Regions from separate parts of the Zea mays genome. Here regions 1 and 3 are each linked to region 2. Evidence: chromatin contacts called from public Hi-C data. All regions are on one chromosome and are shown on one strand. Each heading gives the region's core, a stretch centred on a gene start, on an enhancer-like site or on the middle of the called end of the contact. The rest is flanking DNA. Distances are from core to core; before and after follow the strand shown. Region 1 holds the start of LOC103653810 (auxin response factor 8). Region 2 holds the start of LOC606427 (phosphoenolpyruvate carboxylase kinase 2). Region 3 holds the start of LOC100273079 (phosphatidylinositolglycan synthase family protein).

Region 1 (4,724 bases), core at 767-3,266, 710 kb before region 2:
GGGCTTCTGCCTGTTGGCACCCGTCGACGGAGGAGCGCACGGGAAGTCGTCGTCGTCGTCGTCGCGCGCCGCCGCCGCCGCGCCTCCGATGGTCAGGTCCGTGCTGACTCTTGCCGGGATCGGGGTCGTCGGACCGACATGGTCGGGACGGCGGAGCCTGGGGTACAGCAGGCTCGGCTGCAAGTGGGTGAGGTGGAGTTCTGAGAAAGGTGGAACGAATTGCGCATGCCTGGCTCCCTGTATGGCTGCAGGAGCACTGCCGGCCGGGAACGGGAAGAAGGGTGGGTGGTGGTGCTGGTGGGAGTGGGAGTGAAGGAAATGGTGGTGGTGCTGGCCGTGCGGCAGTGGGTTGGGCGGGAACGCCGGGTTCAGGAGCTGCCCTTCGAAGGGGAACTCCGGGTACGCCGGGATCCGGGGCTTCTTGCGCGGAGGCGAGAAGGACGCGAGGTGGATGGCCGGCATGCTGGACACCAGCTCGACCAGCCATGGGCTCACCCGCTTCACGTTCTGCAGGAGGTCCGGCTCGTCCCAGGTCACCTGCAGCGCAATCGCCAATTCGACAAGTGAGCACCAAGCGCAGAGCTTTCCCCTTGTTGGTAGCCGAGAAGTAGCAGCTGCTGCTGCATACCTGAAGAAGGCGCCAAGGCGACTGCGGCCAGCGGATGGGATCGGTGACCTGGACGCCGGCGACGGTGCCCATGAACCAGCTAATCCTGGAGGAGTCCTCGGTCTCGAACGCCATCTTGAACCGCATCCCTGGGGACCACTGCACCCTCATCGCCACGCGGACCGCGGCGGCGCGAACGCAGAACTCGGGCGTGCTGGCGCGAGGGTAGTACACCACCTCAAACGACTGCCCGGCGGCCGCCAGCCTCGCCGCCTCGGCCACGTCCTCTGGTCGCACCTTGCCCCGTGCCTTGGCGGCCGCGCACGGGCTCACATTCCCTCGCATGAGGCCCGCGTAATGGTCCCACCCGGCCGCAGGGGAGTCGTCGCCTCCGCCTCCACCGGCGCCGCAGAACCCGCGCTTGGCACGCCGGATGCCGACGTGCAGGTCCCCGCTGTCGCCGCGGAGGAACACGATGGAGTCCCCTGCGACGAGCTTCTTCTGGTTGACGAACGTGCTCCACCCCGTGGTGAGCAGGTGCCGGCGCGGCGTGCCCCGGTAGATGTGGCGGAACTTCCAGGCGGCCCCGTGCACGTCCTTGGCGACGACGGTCTGCACGGGCGGGTCGGCGGCGTAGTCCAGCCGCGGGAAGATCGTCTCCGCGCAGTACCTCGGCACGGAGAACCCGCCGCCGTTGTTGGCGTCGGACTGTGTCAGCGTCTTGGCGAACGAGGCCGGCTTCTCCTGCTCGTCCGCCGCGGCCGCGTCGTCCTCGACGCCACCCGCGTCCGCGTCCGCGTCCCCGCCGCGCAGCGGGACGAGGCGGATCCTGGCGAAGACCTCATCGGTGTCTGGGTCAGCCATGTAGCGCACTGCCGTGACGCGGCAGGGGACCAGCGCCGGGACGCGCGCCGCGGAGAGGTCGGCCGCACCGGCGAGGCCGAGCGCGTGCTCCGCGTGCCCCTGCGGGAAGTAGTAGACGCTGGCGCCCACGGGCGGCACGGTGCACATGCCGCCCGCGCACGCCAGCCACAGCTGCCGGTCCACGCACCGTTCGGCGCCGGCCGCTGCCGGCTCCGTCAGGTCCGCGAACGTGATCATCGGGAACGCACCGAGGCGAGGGCCGGCCAGTAGAGTGAGAGCGGGAGGTGGAGGAGGAGGAGACGAAGGCGAGCGGGTCTGCCGGTGTCGTGTGTAACTGAGCTACGGTGGTGCTTGTTTTTCACGGTAACGAGCAGGAGTAAACCCCGTTGCGACTTATAAGTGCCCGTTCGGTGAGTGGGAGTGAGCGACAGGGCGCCAGGCCCCCAGGCTGATGTGCGGAGCCGGACAGTCGCGTAGGAAACAGCAACGAGTACCAGTACGCGTGGAGCGGCGTCACTGTGTGGAAGTTTGAGGCCCGTGAGTTTCGGTATGCGTCAGCGACTCAGCGTGGTCGAAACCCAGGAACACCGTTGTGGTTGTGGCCTGTGGGGTTTCTGGTCCGTGCAACTATGCAAATGTGAAACGAATTCTCAAATAAAATGTTGATATCCACTGAAAAAGAGAGAAAAAAATGTTGGACACTCAATCTCCATATGAAAAAAATGTTGGATGTCTCAATAAACATAGTAAATGATGAAAAAACTGAAGGGTTTTGCATGACCTAGGGCTTGAACATGCGAGCTAAGCCATCCACACGGTGCCATTTACACCCTAGCAAAGACCACCTGAGTCGACTACAGAGGACAATAAGTCTACTTGAGTCGAGTAGAGCAAAAACCCTTCATAATAAATTGAGCTCGAGTCGGGTGAATCAAAATCATATTCGCGATCGTACCTGTGAAATCTATCTAAATCTAACTATGATCACACCTACCAGTGTCATTCCAAACTCGTACCCGAGCCCGTCAAGTTTCGAGCCACCTACATTCTTTTATTTAGCATACACTTTTAAACAATAATTTAGTTGTAAGTAATTAAGTAATTATGTACGAACGATAATCCTACTACTAATTAAGAAAGCAGTGTGGACGCTCGGCGCGGTCATGCCCCCGCCTCGCCTCTCCCTCCCACTCCCCTCCAACATGTCACTGCCATAGTGGACCCGTCCTACGCTCCCCTCACATTGCTCGCCCCTACCCCAGCCATCGTCGCGCCGCCCCATTCTCCCCGTCCTCGGCACTTCGCTACACGCCCGCCCCAGTCCGACGCCCCCCGTGCTCGGCGACTCCCCCTTCGTCCTCTCGCTGAGGCTGCCTTCGTCCTGCCCCACACCCGCTGCGTCGCCCGAATCTGTGCTCGCGATGCCTTCACTTCTCCTCTGCGCCGTCGTTTCCTCTGCATCACCAGCCATGCCGCCGACTTGCCTAGGACGGAGCCCGCCCGACCAACCATTCCAGGCGCCACGCCGTCCCCTCTGCGTCGTCCACTCCGCGGTGTGGTCGGCTGTCTCGGAGCCCTCGCGTCCCCTAGCCCATGCACCCGCCTCGTATGCCCCAACTGCCCGAACGCCATGCCCCCGCCTCGTCGTCCCCTCCGCGCAGCCGCACAATCGTGGTGTGACCGACCGTGGAGGAGCCCTCGTGTCCCCTAGCCCAACCAGCCATGGGCCCCATCGTTTCCCCTTCCACGCAGCCAGGGCCCCCAAATTTGGCAATGCACCATTCCCCCCAACAAGCGCGCTCGATCTGGCAATTGCGTGCATTATCTCCGTCGCCGATTTGGAAAGCGCACGATCTACGACGCTGATTTGGAAAGTGCCTTGCCAAATGATTCCAACACAAATCCCCCAAATCGTGCACCCACCATCATTAAAAAGGTCGCAATTGCCAGACTGCTACAACCATCCTACAACGACGGAAATCCTTCGCTCACACTCCTCCAGGTGAGTCTACATTGTGTTTACCATTTCTCTTGTGTTGTAGCAGTTCATGTATTTCTCTGAGTCATACGTTTTCTCTTGTGTTGTAGCAGTTCGACTGTTTGTGGATTTGTCTACTTAATTGTCACAATTGTTTCCAGATGATTTTTGTGTATTTGCATAGATGATTTGGTTTACAAGCCGCCTGAAGTATGTATCTGTAGAATAGGTTTGGTTTGGATTATTGTGGTGTATGTGCATGCTTCTTATCAATCCTTCGAGGCTCAGATATGCTGATTTTAATGTGGAGAGTTAACTAATTTGCAACTTGTTTATTTTAGACTGGAATACTAACCAGCATATCTTCTAAAGGACATGAGCTATCAGCTAGAGACAAAGCATGTCACACAAAGTTCCTGCCGATACAATGTATTAGTTCATGTTCACTTGTGTCTATGTGCATCCCTATAATTATCTTCTTTTCAACATACATAACCATGATCTTTCCTGTTCGAACCTTCAGCGTCATGGAATGCATGAGTTCCTTTGATACAATGAATTATATCCTATTGCTAACTAAAACATTTTAGCTATGTTTATGTATTAGTTCATAGTGTGTTCAGTTATGATTTGCATTCTTATCTACCTACAAATAATATTGTGTTCTTTTATAATGCTGCATAAATGCTCTCAAAATTTATAGGGATAAATGGTTCAGTAAACACAAAAACCAATTCGCTGATAAGTAATCTCAACTTAAATCAGCTGAAGTGCCACAATAATAACTATGAAGCATGTATAGTGTAAGCATGATCATTCATTGTTTGGTATTTGGATGATTGGGTCCTAATGCTTTTCATATTTGTTGATTGTTGCTTCAGCTTGTACCAGAAGGTTATGTGTTTGTGCTGGGAGATAACCACAACAATAGCTTCAAGTACAAATAATCTGAAAAGATGGTTCCCTACCGTTTCTGCATATAGGAAGGTATATTTAATAACATAATATTCCATTTTACATTTATGTTATTGTAGCTAAAATCCTGGCTCTGTTGTCATGAAAGATCGCTAGGTTACCCTAGAATCCAGGACAGTACAAGGAATGCAAAAGGTGGGTTTGTTAATTGCAACTAGAATATAACTTAACCTTTTTAGAGCTGATTTGGTGACCAGAGAATTGAAGGGATCCATGGTTTTGAATGGGAATAGGATTCCTCCCCCCATGGTTTCTCTCCAATTCACTGATTGTTCAGAATCCGCTCCATCTTTTGCTACT
Region 2 (4,259 bases), core at 111-2,610:
TTTTTTTTTATTTATGTATCCAACACCACACTCCATCTGTACAAAAGACGGTCAGTGTATGTACATCCAGCTAGGAAAACCAGCACATCGGAAAACGGGTGCTCTCTGCTCCGCTAGGTAAAGAGCGTCCCCAAAAACCCGGGGGCAAAGGAAAACCACAAGCCTATAAAGCTTCTTTTGCCGATCGATCTGCTCTGCAGCTGGCAGCAGCTACCGTACACTACTACGTACGTACGTACAAAAACCTCATACATAACGTCCGGGATTCCTTGCCGTGCCTGAGTGCTCTACGGCAATACACGTCCGTCTGGATTCCTCCTCAGGTTGGCCGCTCCATTGCCCGGGCTCCTCCGCCACTCACGATCCACGGGTGAGCTGCATTATTTTATTACCAACGGCAGATCTGTTAGATAAACTGCATCGACGAACAAGGGGAAATCAAATCAACGGAGCAGGAGAGAGGTTGTCGGGGGAACGAACGAAAAAACTCACCGAGGACTTGCTCGGCGGTGAACCTCCTCCACTCGTCGCGGCAGATCATGCGCCGCATCAGGTCCTTGGCGGCGGGCGACACCCCGCCGAAGAGCCTGGGCGGGAAGCGCGCGCTGCCGCGCAGCACGGCCGCCAGCACCTCCGCGGCGCTGTCGCCGCCGAAGGGGAGCGCGCCGCCGGAGAGCAGCGCGTACATCACCACGCCGGCGCTCCACACGTCCGCCTTGGCGCCGTACTCGCCGCCGGCCACCACCTCGGGCGCCACGTAGTGGGGCGTCCCCACAAGGCCCTCGGCGCGCCCGAGCCCACCGGCGCCCACCCACGCCGCCGACCCGAAGTCCGCCAGGCGCGCGCGCGGCGCCGCCTCGGCCTCGTCCTCCTCGTCGTCGTCGCTCCCGGCGGCGGCGTCGATGAGGATGTTCTCGGGCTTCACGTCGCGGTGGGCGACGCCGCGGCGGTGGCAGAGCGCGAGCGCCTGCGCGACCTGCGCGACGATGGCGGCGGCCACGGGCTCCGGCACGGGCGCGCCGCGGCGGCGGCCCACCCACTCCAGCAGGTCCGGGCCCGGGCACAGGTCCATGACCACGTGCGTCCACGCCTCGTCCTCGTACGCCGCGTGCACCTGCACCACGCCCGGGTTGCCCGCGCCGGCGAGCTGTGCCAGCTTCGGCTCCAGCTGCGCGAGCTCGCGGTCCAGGTCGTCGCCCAGCCGCGACCGGTCCACGGACTTGACGGCGTAGGCCTCCCCGGTGGCGCGGGACGTGCAGCGGTGGACCACCCCGAAGCGGCCGCGCCCGATCTCCTCGCCGATCTCGTAGTCCCTCTTCAGCTCCGCGCTCATGCTTCAGTAATTTCTCTCTGGTCTTTTGGGTTACCTCGTTCGGAGGAGGGGCCGGGTGGCCTATTTAAAGACATGAGTGGGAGCTACGGCCAGGCGGAATATTCGGATCCGCGCCTGACCGGGACCGCGAGCGAACAGTGTTTTTTTCTCTCATTTCCTCAAATGCCCTCGTACGTCGTGGTTTGTCTCTCGATCCTACTACTAGTATTTGGCATGGCTCCAAACAGGTCCGGTTAGCACTAATCAGACCGAGGTGTAAACGGAAATCTTACGCGCAAACGTGTATGCTAGCCATCTGGGCTATATATGATTTCTTTTATAATAAAATGTACGATCTAATGGAAAAGTTCAAGTAGACGTCGGATTAAAACTAGCTGTTCAGACGGCTGCAGTGCAATCTATATAGACAAAACACGCGATAAACAAATCAACAAACGAGGGACTCGATTGCCAAACGCCTGCTGTCGCAATCAGCAGTTGATTTGATTATGTGGCTGCTTCCACTAATAGAGAGGGTGTCGAGCACAGTTTGCTCCAAAACCGAGGAATTTGTTGAGGCACAAGTGCACAAAAAAAAGCAAAAAAGCAGTGTTTCTCTGATGCGTTGGCAAACCACTAGCTACCACCCACCAAATTATGCAGCCCATAAGTTCGGATAAGGCAAAATAATTGGACCTCCCAAATAAATATAATGGTGCCGTCCAATTCAAAAAAGCAAACATCATTGTGCTGCGTGAAAAAATCCATTCACGTCCCATCAAAAAGCTCGTCCATCTCTAAACGATGTCTCCTAAATTTCATCTTCTAAACAAACACTTCTCATCTTTTATAGTGCATTCTAAAAGATTACAACTCTCTATATTATCGCCGTCTCAAGCAACTTCTTCTAAATTTCGTTCTCTCCGTCTCATTGTCTACAACATACCAACTATATCACCAAAGTATATACCTTTGCTGAACAGCTGCTATGGAATTTCCTACTTCCCCAATTCAATCTTCCAAACGACCAAACATATCTAGATAGGTTGCGCAGCTTTGTGATTTCCTCGGATAAGCATATCCTACCTATGGCTATGGGTGGACTGGAGGAGCCCAGGCGGGAGGAGCTGTTATAGATGCAAGAGCTGGAAAGAACCTGCTAAAGACATTGTTGTCTGCTAACGAAAGCAAACTTGTTTATCGTCCGGTTGGTGTCTTGTTCTGTAGCCCCCCCTTCTCAATCAGGGCGCGGGTGCATGATGGGCGCGCATGGATGGCCACCTCAACGCAGACGGCTTTAAATTACGTGGGCCCCGGCACTACGCCACTTCCCCACCACTCGGCGATAAGCAGCCTGCTGCCGCACCAGGCAGGGACCCGCCAACAGTTTAACGCCTTCTCGACAACGTTTCGGCCGCGGCCGTGGCTGGGGGCTTTTCCGGGAGGCAAAAGTACGGCCGGCCGCGCCCACCAATCGCGGGCCCGCGCTTCGCTGTTCCGCGATGCTGTACGGCCAATCACGCGGGGGCAGCGCGCCAGCCGCGCGCGGACACAGAAATGACCAGCGCAGCGCCTTTCCACGTTAGAAATCAGACGGTGACGTGACGGAAGGGAACAGGGAGCCGGGTCGTATGATAAGTGGACGTGGCTATACGACACGGTCCGGAATCCGGATCCGGCTATCGCGCCGTGACCGGTTTTTTAGTTTAGGGGCGTAACGGATATTGATTATATCATATTTGTTTTTTATATTTTCTTTTTTTATTTAGATCGGATATAGATATTATTTAGTTATGTTGGATATGATTATAGTTGATATCGACATCTTAAATATCATACTTTAAATATAAGGATATGAATCGGATACCGATCAATTACTTACTCGAATACAGATCGGATTTAAGCCTTTTTGGAGCGTTTGGTTACCAATTAGTTTTGAGAATGAGATAAACTTTATGTACTATTCAATCAAACATTTTGATTTTTCTACATTGGGTAATGTTACATTGGGTAATGTCTTGTAAAAGAGGATCCCAAAAAATCAACTTTGTGCTGCATTTTCAACTTTGTATTGTATTTCTCTATACATTTTGTGTCTTTACTGTATTTATGATCTAGAGACTTAAAGTTATATCATGCAATCTTATAGCTGTTTTGTGTGCTTATAAAACCGGTCCAAGAGCTCATGGTTGTACATGTCCTTATACCCCTACCGGTTTTGGTTTATGGTTATGTGGTACGGACGGTGGGATAGGGTTTTATTAGATTAAGCGAGTGGGTGGGGTAGCACTCGACTCATCATACTTTTTTTTTGCGAATGAATCATCACAAAACAAAAAAAGGATGTACTGATTAGTAGTAATTTCGTATTTCGCAACTGGAATTGTAATCTTTTATATTTCCATAAAAGTGATTTCTTTATTGTAGGCCGCGCTCCATGCTCTGTTTTTTAAAAAAAATCCGTTTCAAGATTCTGTAGGCCCTTACAAGGATTATAAAAAGATCTACCGGAGTGCGGAGCTGTTACGTCTTGCTCTTCTAGTTTTAGCCTCCCAAGGTTTGTAAAAATTCCTCGACGACATTGACTCATGACAAGTGAGAGTAGCCTCTGCCCATTTTTTTTAAAAAAATATACATATCACTGTCGAGAAGCCGAGCAATATTGTAAATACAGTTGCCTTCTTGTTTTGAAATATATATCCGTAGATGAACCTTAATTTTGTTAAGCTGACGTTTGAAAATTGCAGCTCTTTATAAAATAAATAGAAAAGTGGTATTGGTATTTGGTCCCCATGGTTTCATATACGAGGTTTTGTAAAAGTATAGTGGTTTTTGTCACAAAAGTCCTAAGACATACTCGTAATAAAATGTGAGTATATTGGTTCTTTCCAAAAATGGCCAAATCGCTCTATGGGAGCTAGGCAAACTCGCAGATATAGCTATCATC
Region 3 (4,319 bases), core at 737-3,236, 920 kb after region 2:
GTGCACTACCGGACTGTCCGGTGCACCATCGACAGCAACGCCTAGAATAGTGGTTGGGGCTATAAATACCTCCAACCACCTCCATTCAAGTCATCCAAGTTTTCTGAACTTCACATTCATTGCAAGAGCAAAAGACTACACTCCAAGACACAATCAATAGATCAAATCCTCTCCAAGCCCCCAAATCAACTCAATTGCTTAGTGACTTGAGAGAGGGTGTTTTGTGTTCTTTTGTTGCTTGGATTGCTTTCTCCTTCTCATTCTTATTCTCTAAGTGCTTCGTAAAGCTAGCAAGAGACACCTAAGTGTGTGGTGATCCTTGCGGGGTCTTAGTGACCCAAGTGATTAAGGAGAAGCCTCGACCGGTCTGTGTGACCGATTGAGAGAGGGAAAGGGTTGGAATAGACCCGGCCTTTGTGGCCTCCTCAACGGGGACTAGGTTCTTTGAAACCGAACATCGGTAAACAATCACCGTGTTCACTTGTTGATCTTCACTTGATTTGTTTCTCTCTTTCCTCTCTCTAAAAGTTCTCTTGCTCATATTGATTTGAGTTTGCTCCCAAGGTTATCCGCATTGATTGAGCAACTCATAGCAAGGAGAACTATCTTCCGTTCTCCGATTTAATTCTAATGCTAACCCCGGCCTTAGTGCGTGTTCAAAGTTTATAATTTTCAGGTTTCGCCTATTCACCCCCCTCTAGGCGACTTTCACTTATTTTTACTATGTTTTTCAATCGCACTTTGATTACTCGTTAAGTTGATGACTATGTAGATGTCTCCGACATCATGATGTAATAAATTAATATCCTTTATGTTATTATTTGAGCACTGTGTAATGGTGTTCATTTATGTAATCGTTGTGTACGTGAGTTCTGATCCTGGCACGTACATTGTTCGCATTCGGGCTACCTTCTAAAACCATGTGTGACAATGACACAAGAATTATACAAGTTTAGGCCACCAAAATGTGTAAAACCCTACGTCCTTTATGTTGTGGAGATGGTATTGCTCTGAGATCGAGGTTACAATGGTGCACAACTATGGTATGCAATAAGTATTGGGTGAGGTTATCTAATAAATTGTAGGTGTCCCTAACCCTCTTTATATAGGATGACGTGTTTAGGGTTATAAGTCAGTTTCCTCCCTTATTTACTAGTTTCACGACCTTGAAGGTTTGTTTCTGAGTCACCGGGAGTCCTTGCGCCTTCCTTATCTGAAAAAACTGTCGCACTATCTTGATCCCCAAGCCATTGCGTCGTCTTTGAGCCTGAGTTGGGTCGATCAACCCATGTAATTAGTCGCGCGACCTACTTAGTCCTTTCAACGGCCCATGTACAGAATCCACGCTATGAGAACCTAGATATCTATCCCACAAATCATGCCTTGTTTCATGATATCGCATTATTTTCATCTTGCTTATTATAGAAGACCCATTTGATTCCAATAATATTGCTCTTGAGTCTTTTCACGAACATACATACTTGATTTTTTTAAAAATTGTTGAGCTTCTTTTGTATGCGTGGGCGGATATATGTAGTTCTCTCTACAAAGTGCTTTTTGGGTCAAAGGATACTTTTTCAGAATCTTGTGTTTTCCTGTATTTTTAACTAATTTCTATGAAATTTCTATATTATTTCTATAAAATTCATGTATTACAAAGGAGCACTAAAAATTAATGGTGTGTTTGGTTTGTGAAGTTACATTTTATATTTCATGGGTGATGTATCATGAGTTTATCCTATAAATTTTGATATAATTAAATTCTTTCTGATGTATATTTTAGTTATTAGCGAATAAGATGGTGACAGATAACTATTCCACAAATCAAATAGAAAAAAAGGTAAGAAGTGAGAATACCCCTGATTTTTGCGAAGGGCGATGGCCCTATGTAGAAACTAAAGAGCAGTTCTCTGTAGCGAGTGCCGTCCCGATCCAAACCCCAACGCTAATAGGGTATTCGGGTGAGCCGGCAGCGGCGTCGGCTCGGCTCCGGCTGGGGGGTGCGGCGGCAGCGGCGTCGGCCTTCGCGGGAGACGCGGCGGCGGCCGGGCGAGCTTCGGGCTTCGGGCGTGGCCTCACGCCCGCGCCTTGGCGGCCTCGCCACGGCAGCAACGCGTCAGGGCGTCGGCCTTTGCGGGAGACGCGGGCACGCGGCGGGCGGGCTTCGGCCGTGGGCCTCGCGCCCGCGCTTAGGTGGCCTCGCTGCGGTAGCAACGCGGGCATCAGCTTTCGCGGAAGAGGCGGCAGCGGCCGGCCGGGCTTCGGCGGAGGGCATCGCGCCCGCGCCAGGCGTCGGCATTCGCGAGCTTCGGTACAGGCTGTCTCTTCTAGAATGCTAGGTAAAAACAACGATCTTTTGGACTTTATGTTCCTGAAACCAGTTCGAGCTTCTGCTCTTAGTTTCCAGTTCGAAATCTCAATCAGATTTTCTGCAGACTGATGTCTTCATAGGCGTTCCTTCCATGCTGTTACATTTGTTCTAATCCCCTTTCTTGGAAAAAGGATAGAATTACATGTTTACCTTGATCTGTGGCAGTGGCATTGAGGGAACTTACTCAAGAGTAAATTAAATCCATCCAATTTTGATTGTTGATTGTTAGTTTTTATATAATTGATTATAGTTGCATTGCATTCCATAGGAGGCAAGGATAGGATGGTGAAGTAGTTTATTGATAAAGATGTGCCAAAGAATAGTTCTGAAACTAAAGAGAGCTGGGTTGAGCAAAAAGGACTACATATTGAGCTTAATATGGATTACCTTTTGGTTAACAAATCTTCTTTATTTGTTGTTTTTCTACCCACGCGGTTGTTTAAAATGTTTCTTGAGAATTTTGAATTGATATTGTTTTTTTGTGATCCTTGTTACATCAGTTACATTTGTTTTACTGTTAGCAAGGTTTGTAGCCTCCAACTATTTAGCCCTCCACTTGATCCATTTCTGTGTCTGTCACCGGTGGTGATCCACCTGGAGTTGAACAAAGGAATTGTCAATTTGTTAGATGGTAAAGAACCCCTAGCTTTGGTTAGATGGTTTGATTGATGACATTTAATTTGCGCTAGTCCTTCCTTTGCTGTGAATGAGTCATCAAATAAAATGTAATGTTGCAGCAGTTTAATTTCTTTTAAAACAAACAAAGGAATGGTTAGTAGTCAACTGAAACCCAATGCCTCAATTTACTGGATGTACTTTACCCATTCCTGATGATACGAGACTGTTTCTGAGTATGGTGCCTTTGATACTTCATACATGACTGAAATTTCCTCGTCTATTAAAAAATTGGAGTGAATAAGTGTGCATTTTTTTAGGAGTGGAGAATTGATGCCGGAGAAATGCAAGTTTGAGGACAGAAGACCTCTTCAGGACTAGCAGTTCTTGACATCTACACGGTTCAACACCTGTTTCTTCTGGGGAAGAAAGCACAGCAATTCATTATGAAGAGCAGCGACGGAAACCAAATCAAGTTACAACCAATGTGGAGAAAAGTTGCCTATGGGGGAAGGCAGTCAGGATATGATGATAACTACACTGACGAGTCCTTCCTTGAGGAGATGGTTATGAATGCCAATGTCGTCAAGAGGGACCTTCTGAAAGTGATGATCGACTCTGTATCCATATCACAGTATCTTTGCATCGTCGCTCTTGTGGTTTCTACATGGACCCTAACGCTGAACTTGGACATTGATGAATCTACTCTCCTCAAACTAGATGTTGGTCTTCTCCTTGTTGGGTTCTGGGTCCTCTTGCTCACAACTTGTCCGTTCTCGCTGAAGCTTCTGACAAAGTATGTCCTCAATATATCATTCTTCATAAGCGGTCTTTATGTTCTCGCACCAATTTATCATACCCTCACCAGGTCCATCAGTTCAGATTCAATATGGGCCCTTGCTGTATCTCTTCTGCTGGTTCATCTATTTTTACACGATTACTCTGGTTCAACCATAAGGCCTCCAGGCGCATTGAACAACCCAAAATTAACTAGCAACATCTCCTTGAATGCATCGATAGTAGCCTCTGTCCTTGTGGCTTCGCGGCTGCCATCAAGGCTGCACGTCTTCGCAATCATGTTGTTCTCCTTGCAAGTCTTCCTCTTTGCACCCCTCATTACTTTCTGTGTGAAGAAATACCATTTTAGGCTTCATCTGCTATTCTCCTTCACGCTAATGGCTGTGGCCCTGAGTGTCACATACCAGTTGCATCGAATGTTCTTCACTGTTCTATTGGCGCTACTTGTTTTTGTCTCAATCGTTTGCCCTTACTGGCTTATAAGGATTCAGGAATACAAGTTTGAGATCAATGGCCCCTGGGATGAAGCAAAACT

What was found. Hi-C and Micro-C count contacts between places; a contact is called where the count stands out from the background.
Region 1: a contact with region 2 is called in a Hi-C map of endosperm, with 3 times the contacts expected there. The contact joins the promoter of LOC103653810 here to the promoter of LOC606427 in region 2. A contact is called at or near these places in 5 of 25 Hi-C or Micro-C datasets (bundle sheath, ear, endosperm and 2 more).
Region 3: a contact with region 2 is called in a Hi-C map of bundle sheath, with 3 times the contacts expected there. The contact joins the promoter of LOC100273079 here to the promoter of LOC606427 in region 2. A contact is called at or near these places in 2 of 25 Hi-C or Micro-C datasets (bundle sheath and endosperm).

The regions. Positions count from the first base shown.
Region 1 is chr4:148,949,532-148,954,255 of Zm-B73-REFERENCE-NAM-5.0, reverse strand. It overlaps LOC103653810 (auxin response factor 8), which reads right to left and starts at 2,016. Exons shown (of 3, transcript XM_008680610.3): 1 at 629-2,016; 2 at 1-537. The coding sequence starts at 1,708. LOC103653809 reads left to right here and starts at 2,715. Exons shown (of 2, transcript XM_020552639.1): 1 at 2,715-3,473; 2 at 4,331-4,724. The coding sequence starts at 2,893. The coding sequence ends at 4,454.
Region 2 is chr4:148,243,525-148,247,783 of Zm-B73-REFERENCE-NAM-5.0, reverse strand. LOC606427 (phosphoenolpyruvate carboxylase kinase 2) reads right to left here and starts at 1,360. Exons shown (of 2, transcript NM_001112302.2): 1 at 493-1,360; 2 at 1-375. The coding sequence starts at 1,333. The coding sequence ends at 320.
Region 3 is chr4:147,320,840-147,325,158 of Zm-B73-REFERENCE-NAM-5.0, reverse strand. LOC100273079 (phosphatidylinositolglycan synthase family protein) reads left to right here and starts at 1,986. Exons shown (of 2, transcript NM_001147528.1): 1 at 1,986-2,339; 2 at 3,307-4,319. The coding sequence starts at 3,433.